Linked DNA regions of Salmo salar: region 1 is linked to region 2. Evidence: chromatin contacts called from public Hi-C data. All regions are on one chromosome and are shown on one strand. Each heading gives the region's core, a stretch centred on a gene start, on an enhancer-like site or on the middle of the called end of the contact. The rest is flanking DNA. Distances are from core to core; before and after follow the strand shown. Region 1 holds the start of LOC106613630 (transcription factor jun-D). Region 2 holds the start of LOC106613625 (ubiquitin-60S ribosomal protein L40).

Evidence for each region. A called contact is a pair of places that touch in the nucleus more often than the background predicts.
Region 1: a contact with region 2 is called in a Hi-C map of gill, with 4 times the contacts expected there. The contact joins the promoter of LOC106613630 here to the promoter of LOC106613625 in region 2. A contact is called at or near these places in 2 of 3 Hi-C or Micro-C datasets (gill and muscle).

The regions. Positions count from the first base shown.
Region 1 is chrssa10:16,745,823-16,749,734 of Ssal_v3.1, forward strand. It overlaps LOC106613630 (transcription factor jun-D), which reads left to right and starts at 1,582. Exons shown (of 1, transcript XM_014216089.2): 1 at 1,582-3,205. The coding sequence starts at 1,906. The coding sequence ends at 2,727.
Region 2 is chrssa10:16,595,150-16,598,866 of Ssal_v3.1, forward strand. LOC106613625 (ubiquitin-60S ribosomal protein L40) reads left to right here and starts at 1,595. Exons shown (of 5, transcript XM_014216074.2): 1 at 1,595-1,845; 2 at 2,274-2,385; 3 at 2,530-2,616; 4 at 3,061-3,163; 5 at 3,588-3,717. The coding sequence starts at 2,283. The coding sequence ends at 3,681.

The DNA.
Region 1 (3,912 bases), core at 332-2,831, 150 kb after region 2:
TTTAAATAAATGTTAGTTTTTCTTCCACTTTGACAGAGTATTTTGTGTAGCTCGTTGAGTCTGTGCTCCGCTCCATAACGATTTAATTAGCCTACATGTCTTTTTTTTATATATATATATCAACTGTTAATAATAATCCTCAGCAACAATCACACGGCCGTGGCAGCGTTTACAGAGGTAAGCAAATATAGGTCAACGAAACAATATAATTAAATGGAATAATAACGTAAGCTGTAACAACTGAAGGGAACTAACAGTAAATTGGCAGTTGAATATGTACCGACGGTCGATACTGATAGTGGCTAATATTTAACATGATAGAAATAGGAAACAGAGAAAGTCTGGGTAGCCTATAATTAAGAGGTAGCCTATAACTAAGAGGTAGCCTATAACTAAGAGGTAGCCTATAACTAAGGTGGTGGAATTAATAGGGATTTAAGTCAAGGTCAGAATACGAATTATCTGTAGACACACCCCCGCCACACCTTCATTTATTAGATATCCACGCCAAACGAATAGCGGTTAAATAGCATGCTATTCTCATGTTTAAGTTCAAGGTCAATCTAGAAAAAAGAAACGCACACCTTTAAAGGCGAGGTGCTGGCTAGCGGAGTAGAACACTAGAAAATAAAGGAAAGCCGCACACTCTAAGAGCTCAGATGCAAAAATTTAATCACCAACGTTTCGACAGCGAAGCTGTCTTCATCAGGGTATCATCAAACACTGCGAGATGAGTCATTTATATAGTGTCAAGAGACACACAGGTGTTTGTAATCATGGCCAAGTATGGCCTAATATCATTGGTTAACTCAAATATTTAAAAAAATGGCATACAAAGAACATACAAAAAGACAAACAAATGGATAGCATACGATCATAGCATTTGTAGTCTAAAATGTATCTAACAAACAATTACAATGGCAAAATCACAATTATCACAAGAATCACAAGTTCAATAAGTTCAAGGTCAGAATACGCCTAGAGAGAAAAGTGCATGAAAAGGGAATTACGTTTCATTTACTTGCACTTAACTCGGGTCAGAATCAGCCCTGTGGTGAATGAACTTTGAAACTTGAAAATAAGAGTAGGTCACTCTTACCTTATAACATTGTATATGCCTTTACTGTGTCAATCAGTTAATGAAAATAGTGTGACCTTGAATACACTGATAGTCATTATATATCATGTGTTTTTATAAAGCTTATTATAAAAACCACACTCTTAGTCCTAGTATCTTCTCCATTTGCTATTTTCTTCTTTCACCACACTTTTTGGACAAGGTAAAAAATAATGTTATAGGGTATTTAGTGCAAAAACATTTGTCAAACAGAACTCAATGACTTGTGTTACTGTGCAAAAGCAATAGAACAGGGAAGAAAACAAGCCTTGACCAACCCCCACGCCTCCATCCAAGATTTGCTATGACATCAAACCACAATGCACCGCAGTGTTTGCAGTTTACCCGCCTTCTCCATGGCAATGGGGCTAGTACGTCCCCTTATTCAAATAAAACACGGAAAAAACGTGATTTCTGTCCAATCTGCGCGCTCTGAAGTGACATAATGGAATTTACGAGGATAGAAAAGGTAGCGGCAGCATGCGGAGCGCACACATTGGAACTTCTACCCCTCTAGTCGAGAGATTAACCATCGACTGTTTCTTATCTATTGTTTATTAACAAGGAAAAACAAAAAACGACAACATTTTTGAGGCAAAGGGTGATTTATACCCAGAACTTGGAGAAGGGGTAGGGAAACTTTAAAGAGCATTTGATTTAATGTTATGCAAATTACGCATCGTTTCCTCTTCAGCAACTGAGAGGTTATGGGAACCCCTCTTTCTGTCGTAAGGCTCTGCTGACTTTTTACAGCTGCTGTCATCTAAGATTTTGTATTTTACCAAAATATGATGAAGAATGACATTCATTTAAACCTTGTAGATGCTACTAATCTAAAGCCCCATCTCCGCGACGGCGAGGGCATTCTCAACTCCCAGGACCTTGGGCTGCTGAAACTGGCTTCCCCGGAGCTGGAGAGACTCCTCATTCAGTCCAACGGAATGGTCGTAACAACACCGACCTCTCAGTTCCTCTACCCCAAGTCAGTAACTGACGAACAGGAGTTTGCCGAGGGATTCGTCAAGGCTCTGGAGGACTTACACAAACAGAACCAGCTGAACGGGGGGACTTGCGCTCAAACGAACAGTCTCGACCTAAGTACCAACGTGGCTCCTGTCACTGTACACATGGACTTACCCGTCTATACGAACTTGAACAGTTATGGTAATGGACCTTTGGGCACCACTGTCAATTACTCCACAGACACTGTACCCTTCCCACCTCCTCCCTCTCACCATTTAGGTGGCACACAGCAGCAACAAGCACATTCCCGGTTGCAATCCTTGAAGGATGAGCCGCAGACAGTCCCTGACTTGCACAGCTTCGGCGACAGTCCACCACTGTCGCCTATCAACATGGACACACAGGAGCGCATTAAAGCCGAGAGGAAAAAGCTGCGGAATAGAATTGCTGCGTCCAAGTGCCGAAAGAGGAAACTGGAGAGGATATCCAGACTCGAAGACAAAGTCAATAACCTAAAAACTCAAAACACTGACCTGGCCTCAACGGCAAGTGTACTCCGGGATCAAGTGGCTCAGCTAAAACAAAATGTTTTGAATCATGTGAACAGCGGATGCCAATTGTTGCCACATCAAGTTCAAGTGTACTAATCGCAGGACGACATTGGTCAACCAGCATAAATAAGCTCAATATCTGTTCTCTTGTTGGCTCTCAAATATCTCAATTATGCACGTAGAGCCATCGACTTTACAGACTTAAAGGACTTCACTAATGTACATTATCTGTTTACACATTCTTTCTCATGGGTGTAAGACTGGATCAAACCAGTTCATCATTATTGTATTAGTATATCATAGCCTTATACTGAATAAATAAATATTTGCATGTTTATTGACAAACTCGAATGTTACCTAAGAGGGTGTCATTGGGTGCACGTCATTTCTTACCCCTTTTAACGTTTACAAGCAAGCACTTGTACATTTTATATCCAATGCTCCAGTGTCTTATTTCAGTGTTATCTTAATATGAAACTGTTGTCACCTTTTTGTTGCACTGAATATTTCCCTTCACATTCCTATTTTACTTGGATTCAGTTATCAAATAAACCTTGCTTGATAATACACGGCACATGTTTTGCTGTCTGTTGGTTCAGTTTTCTGATTCATTTAGAAGCAACAAAACAAGATCCTACACACCAATGTCTTCACAAGCGACAGTAAGCCTTTATACTAGTTGCGTTTTCACAATAGGCTAAATGATTGGGTGGGGTACACAAGGATATTGCTCAATACATATTTGGAAAGTCCAATAAATTATAACTTGGGTCCAACCCAGCATTACAATGTATTTGGTATAAATACACCTTTTAGTACAATATGCCCATGGGACACTTTTCCACTTATTTATGTGAATTTTAAAAGTTAGCATATTAGCCAACTTTATTAGGCCTAAATTGACTCCTAACTCTGGCATCACGTCCGGTGAATGGATTCCATCGTGACATTGTAGCATTTAGCATATTGGATACAAACGTGTCCATTCCTCGCAGGAAGTCCGCTTGCTGTGATATGTCAGTGAATTGTGTATCAACGTGGTGTGTTGTGCCCTCTGCTGGTGTAATACGATAGGCCTGTTGCAGAAATTACACTCCTGTGCTGTAGATGAGTTCATGTATTGATTGAGTATACGAAAGGTCATCTAATTAGTTGTATCAACACAATTTCTTTACGTATGATCATTTAGTCCAAAACAAAAATGAAGACTACTTTTAGTTACTTTATACAGTATGAAACTGTTTGCATAGGGCCAAGTTGTGGTAGCACAGTTGATCTATT
Region 2 (3,717 bases), core at 345-2,844:
ATTCCAGTTGATATGGTGAGGGTTGTTTTGTTTGCACAATGCGCTGTCTGTGTGTCAGTATGTTGTCTATAAAAATGGATCCTCGTGATTGTATTTTCCTTCTGTGTTAGACCACATAAGCCTAATAAAATGTTTTGTTGTGGCTTTGCTGGCATGCATCTAAAAAAAAATGGTTGCGTTTTCCCCAGCAAAATTTAGACGCTAAAATAGCCACAGGAAACTGCACCTGGTGTATTCTTACACTCAATAGTAAGTTGAGACCTCTGGGGCCCTAAGCCCTAAGCCACCGCTTATGCCTGGGGCAGGCCTTGCATAAAGGTTCATCCAAAACCAATGTTTGCCCCCGTTCTGCAATGCTGACTGAAGGAAGTCCTTTCCCATCAATGTGCTTACAGCCATAGAACTTCTTGGACTGTTCTTACTTACAATTTGTCGTTCTCCTTACATCACTGTGCATTTCCTGTTATGGTTATCTTTTTTTTAATCATTCTATTCTATTACATTTTTTTGTGTGCATAATACAAATCTCTGTCCTGTGTAGCCAACCATATACACCTAGCATTATGACAGCCCTGAGTGATACAGTTGATATTTTCTGTTAATTAGTGATGGAATGAAGATCTGAATGAACAGAAATGAGAATGTTCATTGTCTGCTGCTATGTGTTTATTTGTCAGTAGCAAAGAGAAGCTTATAGGAGGCAATGAAAGTTACTTACCCATTCCACAGTGAAGAGCATCACCTGAATAGTGGTAGCTACACACTTCCCTGCCTCAAGTGTCTTTTATGCAAGGGCCTCCCTAGTAGCGCAGCGGTCTAAGGCACTGCATCACAGTACTTGAGGTATCACTACAGACCCAGGTTCAATGCCAGGCTCTGTCACAGTCTGCTGTGACCAGATCACCCATGAGGCGGTGGACAATTGGCCTAGCCTCGTCTGGGTTAGGGGAGGGTTTGGCTGGCTGGGATGTCCTTGTCCTATTGTGCTCTAGCAACTCCTTGTGACGGGCCGGGTGCCTGCAAGCTGACTTTGGTTGCCAGCTGGATAGTGTTTCCTCTGACACATTGGTGCAGCTGGCTTCTGGGATAAGCAAGCAGTGTGTCAAGAAGCATTGCGGCTTGGCAGGATTGTGTTTCAGCGGATGCTTGGCTCTCAACCTTTGCCTCTCCTGAGTCCATAGGGGAGTTGCAGTGATGGAACAAGACTGTAACAACCAATTGGATATCATAAAAAAAAGTATTTTATTCATAATAGCATTTCTGTGGATAACCTTACAATTTAAATTTGCCTTGCCTCACGTTCACGTACAGTATCAACGCTGTTTGCATGGCAATGCATGCAATTAGGAAGATGTTGTTTTGAAACTTAAGAAACTTAAATGGAGTTAATGTTTCACTGTGGCATATTTTCATCCATTACCGTGAACCTGTCTTCCCCATGTCTCCCACCACTGATAAATTCATACATACTGTACATTACATAGTCAAATAAATTATGAAATAATACACACTTGAGACAGGTATGGTAATTTAAATGACCTAATCAGATAAGTTTACTCAGTCACACCAGAGGGTGGCAGTAAAATGCAGTTATCTAACACCTGTTCCAAGCGACTGATCGTTTGTGTTCGTTTGAGGATACAATTTAGTGATACCAGTAGTATATTGCAACTTTATATGACCCTGAAGCTAACTTTCCCCACATTTTGCTGTTAGTAGAGCCAGGATTAATCAAACAGATTTGTGCAAATAAAAAAAAAACTGGTGCGAAGCAGAAGAGGATGTGATGTAATATAACTTCCGCCTTGTACAGACTCTTTTCGTTGAGGCTCAGCTAGCGACCGGGTGGGTTCACATTTTTGTTCATAACAATTTTGGGGAAATTGACTAGAATACGCATTTATAAAGTTATAGAAACACACCAGTGTCTGTCCGCTACCATATACGTGTCTCAGTAGCCATTTGGTTATCACATGTTAGACGTGTAAATATGAACATTGAAATACGAGCTCGAGCATGTGGCAGAGGCCTTACTAATACGTTAGCGAGGTGGTTGGCTGCTCATTCTGATTGCCGATGGGATAGCTAGCGTGTTCATTATTGTCCTCCAAAGAGATTAATACTCGTTGATGACTGAGTTGTGGACTCCCATAGCATTGTGTGTTGATTTCCATTCTTGGTGCCAGGGAGTAGCAGACTCCGCTAGTTAACAAGCTTCTAAAAGAGAAATCCGCTAACTTGCCACCAACTCGCACCAATTCTTCTCCCAACAGCCTGCCAAGATGCAGATCTTTGTGAAGACGTTGACGGGGAAAACCATCACCCTTGAGGTTGAGCCCAGCGATACTATTGAAAATGTCAAGGCCAAGATCCAGGATAAGGAAGGTATTTTAAGTTTCATTGGAGCTCATTTGTCATACTGTATGGCTGTTTTATTTACAAAGGGGAGGTGGATTTTACACTTTGATACTAGCACTGTGCATGAGTGATTTCATTAGTGGGTCATATCAATATGCTTTCTATTCTCAGGTATTCCTCCAGACCAGCAGCGGCTGATCTTCGCTGGAAAACAGCTTGAAGATGGTCGCACCTTGTCAGACTACAACATCCAGAAAGGTAAGAGAGTGACTTAATGAGAGCATGTAATGCTGCTCAAAGTTATGAGTTAGCCCTATGTGAAAAGGTACAGGTGTTTTTTAAAGACATACTTTGGTGCTATACTAAAACTGCTTCAGGCTGGATGTGTCAATGTGTAGTTCATACATGCATAATCTATGAGCATAATTACTGTTTTACCTAAACTAGCTACAAAGTTTTTTCTGGAAGCTTTGTGTGCTATTTTCTCCCACTGGAGACAGCCCCCTAACAGTTATTTTCAGCCAATGAGCTTCAGCCCCTTGCCATTTGAGTGACAGCTAGAAAGATGCACGCACAGCAGATCGAGAGGGTGCACATGTGATGTAGTACAACATTTTTGGGGACCACTTTTGACTTACGCATGCTAGTTTCAGAACTACTGGCTAAAATGTGTACAAAAGTACTATGTTTGTTCCCCACCAGAGTCCACTCTGCATCTTGTGCTGCGTCTGCGTGGAGGCATCATTGAGCCATCTCTGAGACAGCTGGCCCAGAAGTACAACTGCGACAAAATGATCTGCCGCAAGTAAGTCAACTTGATGGCGGTAATGAACAACTGTTTTTACAAAATAGTTAAGGTTGGAGCGTTTCTTTAAACTCACCCTTTATTTTTAGTTTCAATTTACCATTAAGAAACCTAAATGCACATTTGGGATTGAGGTGATGGAAATGCAACATTCAGCAACTGCAGTAATGTTACTTTGTTAAAGGAAAACTTAAGTGCCCTTGATGTGAGTGTCCCCTCGAATGGATGACTGGACAATGGACCAGTTAATTCTGTTTCACGTCAACCATATCCCACACATATTCAGATTTCATAGGTCTGAAAAGACTGGGTAGCTAATCAGTAATGTATTAGTTCAAATGAACCCATTTGGAGCGCTAGCTGGCAGTGGTTTACGCCGCTGGACTACACACTTTGGACAGTTCTGAGCCTTTTTGTGCTGCAGGTGCTACGCTCGCCTCCATCCTCGTGCTGTCAACTGCCGCAAGAAGAAGTGTGGACACACCAGCAACCTGCGCCCCAAGAAGAAGCTGAAGTAAACTGTTTGCTTGGTGCTTTCTGTGGGACATATGCAG